Linked DNA regions of Sus scrofa: region 2 is linked to region 1. A link is a contact called in public Hi-C data. All regions are on one chromosome and are shown on one strand. Each heading gives the region's core, a stretch centred on a gene start, on an enhancer-like site or on the middle of the called end of the contact. The rest is flanking DNA. Distances are from core to core; before and after follow the strand shown.

Region 1 (6,617 bases), core at 1,518-4,017:
ATTTGAAATTAATTTTGTATAGTAAAAAATTTCATTTTTGAATATTCTGTGCAGCACTATGCATAGCACTTTACACATATTAACTCATGTAATCTTTCTATTAATACCCAATGATATGGGTTCTGTTTTATTAAGTCCATTTTATAGACAAAAAAATCAAGACACAAATACGTACTGTGACTTAGCCTAGAGTCAGTGTGCTGAATGGTAAAGCCTGAGCATTTATGTCCAAGGATTGTTGTCCATTGAAGTAATCTTAATTGAATGGGTTATTTCAATAAATAATTAGGTCAGGTCCATAAAAAACTAAAGTAAGATAAAGGGAGGGATCTGAGTACATATATTTCATTTAAAGTAGCTTTTGTAGTGACTGTGTATATAGCCTTGCAGATGAACATAACCATTTCACCACATCACAATTTATTAATTATAGCATCATCTTTTTCTTTTTTTCAGTTCTACTTGAAGAATACAAATGCTAAATAAAAATGAAATTTCTTCTATACCCAGTAATAGACCTGATGCCTCTGAGCAGCAGCCAAAAGAATGGGCATTCCTATTATCTCTTTCAGACTTGTAGCCCTAGTGCTGACTATCCTGAGAAGCTAATCACTTAGGGAACTTATTTACCTTGGTCTGTCTTTGCTTTCCTTCCATGAGGAGTTAGATGAGGGAAACTCTGGGTAGTAGGAGTTGATATATCACACAGGAATTTTGAAGATCTAATTGGATAGAATCATGGCTGTGCATTTGACAGTCAGTATCAACGTTATTGAACCTGTTAATGTATACTCTCTTGCTGTCCCTAGCTCAGAAACATTTGTCCTGATAACACATATTCTTTCTTTGCACATTTTATTTCTTTCTGCTTGGTAATTGTCTTTTTAAAAATTAGCAATTGTAGCGAGTTTCCCTTGAGGCTCAGTGAGTTAAGAACCTGACATCATGTCCATGAGGATGCAGGTTCGATCCCTGGCCTTGCTCAGTGGGTTAAGGATCCGGTGTTGCCACAAGCTGTGGTGTAGTTCAGAGATGTGGCTCTGATCTGCTGTGGCTGTGGCTGTGGTGTAGGCCTGCAGCTGTAACTCATATTTGAACCCTAGCCTAGGAACTTCCATATGCCACAGGTGTGTCCCTAAAAAGGAAAAAAAAGGAAAAGAAAAAAAAATTAGCAACTGTAAAATTTCTTAGAAAGTATAATAATTGGATGATTAAGGGGAGACATTTAGAATTTGTCAGTTTTCAAATACTTTGGGTGGGGAAGGGGGTGCTTATTTCTTCTTGATCATCCTAAGAAGTTGAATAAGGTATTAAAAATTTGTATATAAATGTCTTGAAATGGTTTAAATAGAGAAAATTTATAGTAAATATCATATATATATTTATAGCATATAGACTCCTTATTTCTAGAAAAATTTCTTTGTATTCTAGTTCTGTATATCTAACTGCTTACTAAATATCTCCTATTAGATGTCTCTGAGCGCTAACATACAAGGGTAATGATGATCTCTCTCAAACCTGATTCTCAGTAAATGGAACCAGTAACCATTTGGTTGTACAAGTCAGAAATCTGGGGTGTATATCCCAGTACTGTTTTTCATACCTATGCTGCCTTATTCCATTTCTCAAGGATTCTCTCCTTAGGAAAACCTCTTATTTACCTGTCCAGTATAAGTTAGGTTTTTCCTTACAGGTGCTCATGGTAACTAAATTCCTTTTCTTTGCTCTCATTTTATAATTATGCATTCATTTGATTAGTCTTTCTTCCCCACAATATAGTAAACATCATGAGAGTCTAGGTAGTCAGTGTCTGGTACAAACTAGGTGCTCAGTAAAGATTTGTTGAATGAATATGAGTATTCATTCCTTTCTGATGTTTGTCAATAGTTATTTTTTTTTTCCCCTTAAGGAATAAGCAGCAAGTGTCTTTCTCATCGAGCAATCTAATTACTTGACATTAGTGTGCTGATTTGGTTTTTACTCTTATCTCCAGTCACAGTGCATGATATTCAAGTTTTATTTTCGAAGTTGTGAATCTAAGACTATTTTGGTTACTTTTTATCTGTTTGTGTATTTGGTGAATTAATTTTTTTTGGATTATGTTTTGACTCATGTTTTGTAACTTAAGTTTATGCATTGGGACCTGTTGTTGATGTCTGTGGCTTGAATCATTCTATAGCTTATTCTAATATTCGTTTACTGAAAAGTATATTGAGCAAAATACACTTTTTAGTAAGATGCATGAAACAGCAGCTACTTGCACAGTGTTATTACAGTGGCATCTTGATCTCTGAAAGCACCAGTATGAAAAGAAAATCTGAGAGATGTTTAAGCTTTGGGAAGCTATAGTCTAGTTACTCACTTGGCATGTATTTCTTTCAAGAGAGGAATTTTACTTTGGAGTACTGATAAGATGTTTTGATACTAGGATTAGCTAAACCTTTTAGATGAATTAGAAATAGTCCTGAATCTTTACGGGAGAAGATCAAGAGGCAAAAAAAAAAAAAAAAAAAAAACCCAAACAAACAAACAAACAAACTAAGCAACTGGTACATAAAAATGAGTGGTCAAATCTTTTTCATCATTGCTATTGTTCTCTGTAGAAATACTGAAAACTGAGAAATAAGTGCTTGGAGGTATTCGAAGCTTTTACTGGTTTAAATTAGTGCTTTTGCCTCTTTGGGGATGACTGGGGGAATGAAAATCTAGTTCTTTATCAGTATAGGGGTCCTGAGCTTGAAAATTATGTATAGATACTTGCTTGAGTTCTTCACTCTGGTTGTGGCTGGGGAAGCAGGTCTGATATGTCACTGTTTTCTATTCAATTCTGATCTTATTCTTCCCGTGTCCTAGTGTATTATTTGTATTTCACACACTCACAGAGGCACCAGAAACATTTTTCTGTCTCACTGTAAGCAGTCTCCTGTCTTTCATGAGAGTAAAACCTTTCAGGAAGTTGGAGATTCTAGATTATTACATCAACTGTCAGTGATCTGAGAAAACTTTCTGTGTAAAAATTTCTTGTGCTGCTTCTACAGTTTTTGTTAAAGACAATACTGCCCTCTGGTGTCCAGAATCCAATTTCAATGCGTAGATTTTCAAACTGCTTTTTTTTACTCTTATAGTTTAGACCCCAGAATTCCTTAGAAAATTAAGTAACAGTTATTTAAAGATTTGTTTTAGTTTATTCCCTGGCTTGAAATCCATTGGATCAGGTAACTTGGGGTCATACTATAGACATCAATATAACAATACTTCTTATCTGATAGATAATATCCAAGATTTTTTTAAATATATTACTTTCCTCTGTTTATAAGGAAAGTGTTCTTAATTCTCATTTGAAAAATATGATACATTCAATCATTGACAACTTTTAAAAAGCTAAATCATTATTCTCTTTCCTTCACTTTTGTAATTTGTGTCATTTTTCATTTCATTCCGGATATAAATCGTAATTTCTTTTGCCTGTGTTTTTTCTTCACAAGCACGCCTTTCATATAATGATAGAGGTAAGATTCATTGATATTTATTTTATGGTTGTGGAACTTTTTGTGGATGCATACAAAACATTTTTTTCTTAGATTTTTGTTGTTGTTGCTTTATTGTGCATCCTTTATAGTTTATAAATTTATGTTATAGTTTTTCCCGCCGCTTTTAGTATTAAAAACTTGATTGATTTGCCACAGTAATAGTTTTTGGTCCTAAAGTATTGTTAACAGTGTTTATACTTATCTAAGGTGAAATGTAGAAACAACTGTTTTAGCTGGTTAGATGTTAACACATAATGGATATATTTTTAGCTTTGAAAACCTTATATTGGTTATTTTTATAGTATGTCATTAGCTTAAATGCCAGCATGTACTCATTTTTAACAGGGGCTGACTTTCAGGTCGAACACATTATCTTTCAATGCGAAATCTATATTTTCAGGTAGTTTTTTTCATCTTTAGCATCTTGAACAAGTGGACTAGCTAGAGAAGTGGTAACTTGATCTTTTGCTGTCTGCAAATTTAAGGCTTTATTTAGATTTAGAACTCACTTTTCATTTGGAGAAGTCAGGATAAGTAAAATGATCGCAGACTGCTTTACATCTCTTCATTTCTAGTCGTTTATTCCACTATTGGTTATAGTAATGATCCTGAGTAGTGGTGTTGGAGTGGGGGACACTTTTTCCAGCTATTGTCCTTTGTTGCTTCTCAACATGATGTCTTCTGATGCTGTAATTTTCATATATAAACAAGAAGAGATGTAATCAAAGCCATGTTCTAGTGCATATCTTTTTAACTGTGCAAAATAGCATGGACACTGCAAGAAAACTGGAACTTAGTAAATGTTTTCAGGAATTTTATAGTCCTTATAGTTGCCCCTCTAAAAGTGGTTTTTCTTTGTAGCAGGACAGAGCCATGTTTTATGGGTAACATCAGAATGTTGTCATTATGAGGTTTAAGTCAAATTTGTCTCCCCAGGTGTTCATGTATTTTAAAGGTATAAATCTTCATTCCTAGAAACAAAAATTGAGTTTTTAGTAAATACATTAGTAAAATGGTGCTAATAAACTGGAAATCATTTCTAATATTCTTGGATTATTGGATAAGTAAAAGCTAGATATGAGAAAGGCTGTTAAAGCTTCCTATAAATGAAGTGAAGGGCTGAAAAGTATGAAGTAGGAGAATATTCTAATAATTTTTTATTAAAAAATCAAAAAAGTATATTGAAAGCTATAATGATATAGAGTTCTTTTGAACCTAACCTTTTAAGAATTATAGAGTATTATTTAAAAATACATATCGTTTCTAAAAGTTTTGACACTTCAAAGGAATGTGTCTTTGTAGACCTTTTTCTCACTCTTTGAAAGTTGGCCATTGTTCTCCTTAATTTAAGCTTTTTACTTATAGGTAATTTTGACAAAGCATATTATCAGGCTGTTATGATATAATCCTGACTGTAATGGTAATATCATTAGGAGAATGATCTAAGATTTCTTACTGAAATAATGGTAGCTTAGAAACTTTCTAAGCAGAGTCTTGAAAACTTATGGGAACTCTGAAGTTTATATATACATTCGAAAAACATACAGTGATTTTTTTTTTTCTAAGCATAGGCATTGGAAATTATTGTTTCCTAAAACTAAGGTTAATATTTTATTAAAGTCATATTTTGAATCTCTGACACATTCTTAATTTGGGGTGTGGATTGAGTTATCTAACCCCTATTTTATAGACTGAATCATATTCATGTGGTTAGTCCTCTTTGGAATAGAGAATGGGTAATGTGTATGTTATCTAGGGAGACGTTATCAGTCAATTTATAAAAGTTATTTAAAAATCTTAGTGTTTAAGTATAATGACATATTATTTTTGGTTATTTTTCCTCTTTAGCTTTTAACCTTTGTCTTCATACTTTAGTTTTTAGCATCCCTGCTTTGAAAATAGGACTTTTCTAACTTATTTCTTCTAAAAGAGGGGAAATTGTTGACTTTATAAAGTTTTTCAAACTGAATTTTTTCTGTTTATTTAGCATAATTATTCTTTTATGCATGTATCTAATAATTCTTGGACTTTGAGCACTGAGTGGTTTCATTTGCCTCTAGAAGAGTGGGTTTCAACTTTCTTCCCTCCTGTCTCCACATTCACATAAGTCATATACTGCTATCAGTGGCATCTCTTATTACAGGTATACATGGTCAGTGAAGGGATAAGGGAGGGACTGTTTAGTTTTGTTAAAAGTTCTCCAGAGAAAGTCTTATGTCCCCTCCCACTGAGAATCATAACTTGAAGCACCATACTTCTGTAAGATTTGTATCTGACTTCCTTGACCTGTCACTCTACTAAATTAAAACAATCTTCAGCTCTACTAACTTTTCATGTTTTGAATGTGAAGGGAAAGCAACTTTTGTAGGCATTCAAAAAATAAATATCTGATGTTAAAATGAATCACAGGAAGTCTTCTGGTTTATCATACTGGTTTAAAATAGGAATTCTCAAACCATTTTATAAAGATTGTCTAGTTTAGAAGAAGAAGGTACTTTTTAATACTTTGCAATGTGTCTCTTTCTGAGGGTCTTTCTAATGTAGATGTTAACTTTTAAGAATCTTGAGCAGCACCTATGGCTGAATAATGCCTAAAGGGAGCACTAAGACCTGAGAAGGTTTTTTTGTTTGTTTGTTTGTTTTTGTTTTTATTTTTTTTTTTTAAGGAGGGGAGAGTAAAGACAGAGAGGACATGCACTGATGAAGGGGTGATTTACAATTTCCAAGTGTCTTAGGTGCCACCCACTATCATAAAGTCTGTTGCTACTGCCACAGAAATTTTAATTCCCCCTTACAATACTCATGCAGACCTTCAGACATGTTACTACTTTCCTCTGGAGGCTTTCCAAAAGGCTTTCTACCTCTTGCTTTAGTGGTAGATAATGAACTAACAGAATGCTTTCCATGAAAGTTTGCCCCTATGCTTTGTATAGGGAGGATTCCTAGGTGATCTGACATGCTGTACCTGTATTCATATACTATGTTCGCTCCATTTAAAAAATTAACTATAGCAGTACCCTTCGCTTTCATACCTTATTATCTACAATGATGACCACTAATTTCTGAATTATTATTTGTACTTTCTTT
Region 2 (6,617 bases), core at 2,903-5,402, 62 kb before region 1:
GATAGAAAACTAAGTCCCTTCCCTGTGGTCATGAATATAAATTGAAGGGTGGAAAAAAACCTTCCCCGAATTAAATCTATTTTTTTCTACTTCCCACACATTTACTGAAATTTTGAAAAAGGTGATAGTGGGACAAAAAGTTAAATGTTACCCTTGGGATGTAACACAGAAACCAACTGGTTGTTGAGATTTTATTACTAGCTGAGATGTAGCCTTTTTATCAAAGTGCTGGATATATTATTTCCATCATAGTTAGTTTCTCTTAACTCTTTTAACTCACTTTCCCAAGCTAAAGTATTCTGCCTTAATGTTTTGTCCCTTAGCCATTCCCATATCCTTATTCTTCTCAGTGTGTGTGTGTTTGTGTGTGTATTTTCCCTATTGACACAGTGCAATGCTATGGTTAGGTAGAAAATGTAAGAGTAACAGTGGCAAAAGCTTGGATAATGGGAGCTTTCTTCCTACCTTGAGCATTTAGGGTGAGAATAATATTCATGAAAGATATGCCATGAAAGAAAGGCAGAGATTATTAGCTGCCTTCTTTTAACTTACCAAATTACTAAGTTTGTTCCCCTTGTATTATAACTTACAGCTTAGGTATATAAGAAGTTCATTTCTTGTGCCGTTTCAGGAATGTCCATGATATCTGAGCACAGGGGTATTTTTTCTTTCTTCCTTCCTTCCTTCTTTTTTTCTGTAGCTAAATGCAGCAGAAATACTTAAAAATTTTTCATCTATGGGGAATTCGCATGTCTCACACTTCAAAGTGATGTGGTCATCTTCCTGAAGTTAAAGAGGGATTTGGCATATCTTGTTTATATATGGCAGGTGAATACCTTAAAGTGAATTTCCTCATAATATATGATGTGCTACTCAATCCCAAAGGTAGGTTCAATTCCAGCCCTACCTTGGCATTGAACATTTAATCTATACCTTTTTTTCAGCCATGTGAGTTTCAAGCATAAAAAGAAACCATCCTTTGTTCTAGAAGCAGTCTGTGTTTACCTCTGTTTGCTCATCTGGCCAGCACACACTTGACTTTAGATTAAATTGGCTTCTCAAGATTCTTCCAGCTAGGAACAACTGGAAGTTCAACTGAATTTCTGTCAGGACTCTGAACTTGAAATTATAGCATTTGAATAGCTAAAAGGCCAGGTATCAGGTTTGGGAATTGAGCGATGTCAGCTAAAGCTGTTAAACACATAGTTGTGTCAGACTAGAATTCCTTCCAGGTTTTCTTCTCCTTTCCTCTCCTTCCTTCCTAAACCAGTTGGTACAACTTGCATTATGTTAGAGAGATGTTGGATTCGTAGATAAGAAAAAGTGACTTTAGAAAACAGGAAGGAAAGAGGAGCAAAAGGGTTAGCTGCAGCTACCTCTATCTTCTTTATAAGCTTTGCAATTAAAATGGGAATTAGTCACACACTCTTATGGCTTATTTCGTTAAAATATTTTTGAACACAGATTTAGGAACAAAATGGACAATTACTGTTAATGGGTGTTAATAACATCTCACATGGAGTTATTTAACTATTAGAGAATCGTCTAGCAAAGACTTTGACTTGTTACTTCTCTTTCTTTTACAGGAGAGTATTTTTCATGTTCTCTTACATTCTTATACTGGAAATTTGGGTGGTAAGATAAGGAATATATTTTCAAGTTTTAGTCCTATTTCTGGTTATTCCAGTTATTCCACTTGCTCTAGTTTCACAATTCAAGAAATATTGAAGCGATGCAGAGATTAGACAACAGTGGGGCCTGATCCAAGGCATAACTAACATCAAATTTCTGAGTGAACTAAATAAAATACACTGTCCATTCTAGAAATGTTAGTGGCAACTCTTAATTCAATCAGAGAATGGAAGGTTTATATTTACTCCTCTGACCAGCTCATAAAGTCCACAGAACTACATTACATTAGATGAGATCATTTAGACACCTTGAAGACCAACTGGGGACTTTTCTTAACTGTTGCGCAATATCATTCAAATTCTGAGCACCATGACTTGAGAACTAGAAATCTTGGAGAGACTTTAAAGAGCCACAATGATTACTAATAACCTTGACAAGTTGTAGAAATGGGTAGATAATTACAGGATGAACTTAATTGAAATACAGAGTAATTTAGAGGAAGAGAAAAATGAGACTATAACTACAAGGGAGAAGGCTTGCTTTGCGGAGAAATTGGGAACTCAGTAAGCTGCAAGTAAAGTGTCAATTAGCCATATAGTACAGATATTTTATTTGTTTTTATTAATAAAAACCAAAAAATCATAGATTATATGTGAGAATAATGTATTTAAGGAGAAGGCAATTATCCCTTGTCATTTATATAAATATTAAGCACCTATCACATCATGCTAGACACTCTGAGTGCTGACATAAAATGGGGAAGAAGACACAAGACCTCCCACCCCCCCACCTTCATGGAGCTCGCTAAAGTGTGGTAAATGACAAAGCTAGTACCGTTAATACTCTCTTCAGTTAGTGTTCTGTAACCAACTTTGAGTACAGCACATAATGTGAGCGTCCTGAGAGAGGGAATCCTACTTTACGTTTTGGATCCCATTCCGTGCCTAGCACAGCACCTTGTAAGCAATCAACTTGAATTAAGGAGTACAAACAAGCCCTAAAATAACGAAAATTTAAAAAGTAAACACTCGAATGACCATCAAATATGTCGATCGAAATCCTCAGGTTTTCTCTTCAGCGTGTAATAATATTTGAGAACCTATTACATGCAGAACAATTCTCAGCACAAGGCTTTGTATGTAAAAGGAATGGTGGGAATGGATTCGTATTGCACATCGTGATAACTGCGGTGGAAATCTTTGACCGGGTGGACAGCCCACCCTCTGCGAGGCCATCCCCACCCCCTTCCTTTTCTTTTTAAGACAAAACGCTTAAAACAGAAGCCACAGGGGCGGGAAGCACGAGACGACTGAGGGTACAGACACTGGCTGCGGCAGCTCGGCAGCGCGGAGGACCGACTACCACACCTCGCTTCCCCGCGCCTGGAATCTCAGAGCGGACGAGGCGTCCCCCCAGAGGAAAGACAGGGCGCCGCAGACGCCCCCGCGGAAGAGTCACCCGCCCCACCCCGCCCTGGGGTCCTGTTCCTCTTGAGCTCCCTCTGACCCTTCGGGCGTGCGCTCCGTAGAGAGGCCAGGGGAGCACGATTTGGAAACCAGGCGCTCGAGATCGGGACGAACCTCCATCCGCCCGCCCACTCGAGCTCCACGGCCCAGCAGGCCGAGCAGGCCGGACGACGAGGCCTCGCGGTATCGAGGCTCCGTCCGCCCCGCCTCCTCACCCTCCTGCCGGCCCCGCCCTCGCTCTCTCATCCCTCCCCCTCTCCCGCCTCGCTTCCCCGACAATCTCCTCGCGCTCCCGGCCCGGCACGCGCGCTGCGCCCGGCCACCGCCGCCACTGCCGCCGCCGCCGCCACCGCTGCGGAGCGTTCCTTCACGGTGCCCGGCTTCCAGCTTCGGGCCGGAACCGGAAGTTTAGGGGGCGGGGCCGGCAGAGGCCAGGGGACCGAAAACGCGGCCGAGCCCGGAGCCTGGAGCCGGAGCCAGAGCCTGGACCAGAACTTGGCCGCCGCCTGCGCCGCCGACGCCCGCCGCTCCTTCCCCGTGCTGCCGCCGCCGCCTCCTCGGGCGCCGCCGCTGCGAGCTCAGCCGCCACTGGTCCGCGGACTTTGGGTGTCCGGGTTGAAGGTCGGTCCGGACGTCGGACCCAGCTCGGTTCCCGGACTGTCCGGGCGGCAGCGGACGTCGCCGCCGCCGCCTCCTCGTCGCCTCAGCCTGGCGTTTTGTTCCGAGAGACCCGAGAGGCGAGCGGAGCTGACAGTGATTTTGACAGTGATTTAAACCCGCTTTTGTTGTTGTTGGCTTTTCGTTGTTTGGTTTTGTGTGTTGTGATTGTGTGTGGCGGTTTTTCCCCCGTGGTGCATTTTTTTAAATTGTGCTTTCTTTATTTTTAAATTTTTTCCTTTTTTTTTTTGACCCCGTGAACGTTATTTTTTTAATTTTTTTTTTTTTTTTTTGGTCGGGGCTTCCGAATATGTTTTATGACGGTTGATTTTACACCAGGAGGTTTGTCTCTGAGGAAGACCCAGGGAACTGGATATCTAGCGAGAACTTCCTACGGCTTCCCCGGCGCCTCGGGAAAATGGGAGCTGCTGCAAAGTTGGCGTTTGCCGTCTTTCTTATCTCTTGTTCTTCAGGTAGGTGCACGGAGCGCGGCGCGGCGGGGCTGCTGCCGCCGCCGCCGCTGCTGGCGGCCGCGGTTGTCGGTGGGTCGGCGAGCTCCCGTGGACCTTGAGGAGGTTTCCCCGCACCCCGAGCCCCTCGGCTGCCACCCGCCAGGTCCGACTGTGATCTGGAAACCTCCATGAATTTTTCTGGTTTTGAGTTAGGTTGGCGAACTGATTGGAGTGACTGCTCTGTTGTGGAAGTGAGAAAGTCATGGTTTGTGGCCATAACAGTGGATGACAGCGCTGGTTGGGTTGTAATTAAGCCGCAAATACCACAAGTGACAATTTGTGCAAAGGTTTGAGACCCGAAAGGCGTATTCCAAAATGTCATTTAGTATGACATCCTCTGAGATAAGGGTGGTTTTTATTTTTTTAACGTCTTTTAATTAGTACTTCAGTGACTATCACGACAGAGATCAAGTCAGTTGCTGCTTAATTTTGACCGTGAGAAACAATGCATTCTACCAGCAGTTTCTTCTGCGTCTCCCCTCACATTTTCTTCAACTTCAGTGTCCAGCAGTGTTAAAAATAGTTGTAGTTGTTGTTGGAGTATTAACAATAACCCAGTGCAGAAGAGGTATGCTGCTGTGTGTTGGGAATGTGCTGGCTTTCAACCACCATTTATGTGCTCTTTTCTGGCATAGATTTTGCTTACCTACGAATACTTATTTTAAACGCGTTGTATTGAAGCATTGTTTTCGGTTTAGAACAGCCCATTTGAAATTGTGCATACTGTCACATACACTATAGTCATAAAATTCGTTTTGGCCCAAGGTTGGAAGAATAATCTGGCCCCTTTATATTTGAAATTTTGATTTTGTGAGAACATTCTGTGGTTGCAACCAGTGGTTGGAAAACTATGTAGTCTTTTGTATTTGAAATTCTGTAAATGAATACAGCATCTAGCTCAAAAGGTGTGCAAATGTGCATAAGAGGAGAGTTCGCTTGATAGATGGAGCAATTTTAAAGTGGCAATGGATCTATTTTTTACAAAATTCAATATTCAGTTACCAGGTTGTGAGATAGAATTATAGGGGGACAACGAATTGACAGGTTTCATGGCCATGTCTTTATCTCCTTTGCCACAGGGAAATAAGAGGGTGGTAGTCTTTTCTTTGTGTACCTCTGTGGTGTGTGTGTTTGTGTGTATGTCCTTGTCCATCCGTCCTCCCTGCCCCCCCCTTAATAGAATCTTTTGTGATGTATAGAATTTTGCTGAATGGTACATTTCCTTGTGGTTAATAAATGGATGAAGTCTGGTCTTATGTCTATAGTGGTATTGATCAGTTCCGGGTGGGCTGAATGTGTTGTGAAATGGCGATCATTGCCAGAGATTAACCAAAAGAATCATGTCTGTTTAAATGGAAGAAGGAACATGCTTAAGGCAGGCTGACAGTTCTTTTTGTGTGTGGTTTGGGAAGGAAGATAAACAATGGTGTTTCTGAAATGAATGAATACTAGATAACATTAAACCTCTTGCTTTTGTGACATAACTTAACCATGTAGTTTTTATTATTCCTGTAGTACTCTTCCTCCTCTGCTCCTATATGTTCTGGTTGGTGAACTCCTCTTGTTCAGATCCCTTTTTCTGATCTCCTGCCCTTGAGGAGGAGGGGCATCATGGCCACTGACCAAGGACTTGTGGACATTATTTTCTCCCAGACCCTCCTGAGTCACACTAATTGGTGAAGCAGGCTATTCTTGAGCATTCTCCAGGTATTACCTCTGGAAAAGCAGGCTGTCAACTACAGATCTTACAGCTTCTTCTGCTTGGCTTGGGAGTAAAAAGAATGGAGCAGTTAGTTTCTTGTAGGGTTTTTTCCACTGGGCCAGGAGGTTAATAGCTAAAATTTTAAAGAATTTTGTTGCTATAGAGCACATAGATATTGCACTTACATTACTAATTAAGTATTGTTGCATAGTTTTTTAAATAAGTAATCCTAGCTGAACTAAAATATAATTCTGTTGAAGATACTGAAATCTTAGACTTTAATCCATATTTATACATGAAGATTTTTAGTACTTAAAATGTCTGATTTTTTAAAAGGGCTTTTGTTATGCATCAAGTGCACTCTAAAAAGGATTATTATTTTTCCTTTCCTAATTGATTTTTTTCTATGTAATCTGTAATCTAGCCTGGTGAAGCATGAGGATGGCTACTTTTATGAGATTTAAAAATTTTCTCAAGTTTTTTTTTGTTTATCAATATTTGATTTTTAAAAAATCAAGTGAAGAACAGTAGTAAAGAACAGTTTTATTTCAGGTGCTTAGGATTTTTTTTTTTCTTTTTTTTAGTATTTTGTGGATGTTGATTTTTCATTTTCCATCCCATGGTATGTATACTGGAGATTGGTTATGA

What was found. A called contact is a pair of places that touch in the nucleus more often than the background predicts.
Region 2: a contact with region 1 is called in a Hi-C map of omental adipose tissue, with 1.7 times the contacts expected there. The contact joins the promoter of ACVR2A here to the enhancer-like site in region 1. A contact is called at or near these places in 10 of 47 Hi-C or Micro-C datasets (alveolar macrophages, embryonic fibroblasts, fetal heart ventricle and 5 more) and 1 of 2 datasets of contacts at active chromatin or transcription factors (skeletal muscle).

Annotation. Positions count from the first base shown.
Region 1 is chr15:4,192,836-4,199,452 of Sscrofa11.1, reverse strand. All of the region lies in intron 4 of ACVR2A (activin A receptor type 2A), which reads left to right. Among named protein-coding and RNA genes, the nearest start is that of ACVR2A, 63 kb to the left of the region's middle. Within about 2 kb of position 2,767, at least 4 of the 83 cell types and tissues checked have an H3K27ac peak or open chromatin away from gene starts, as enhancers often do. A contact at or near this core is called in omental adipose tissue, where this site is marked.
Region 2 is chr15:4,256,591-4,263,207 of Sscrofa11.1, reverse strand. ACVR2A (activin A receptor type 2A) reads left to right here and starts at 4,152. Exons shown (of 11, transcript NM_001204765.1): 1 at 4,152-4,228. The coding sequence starts at 4,174.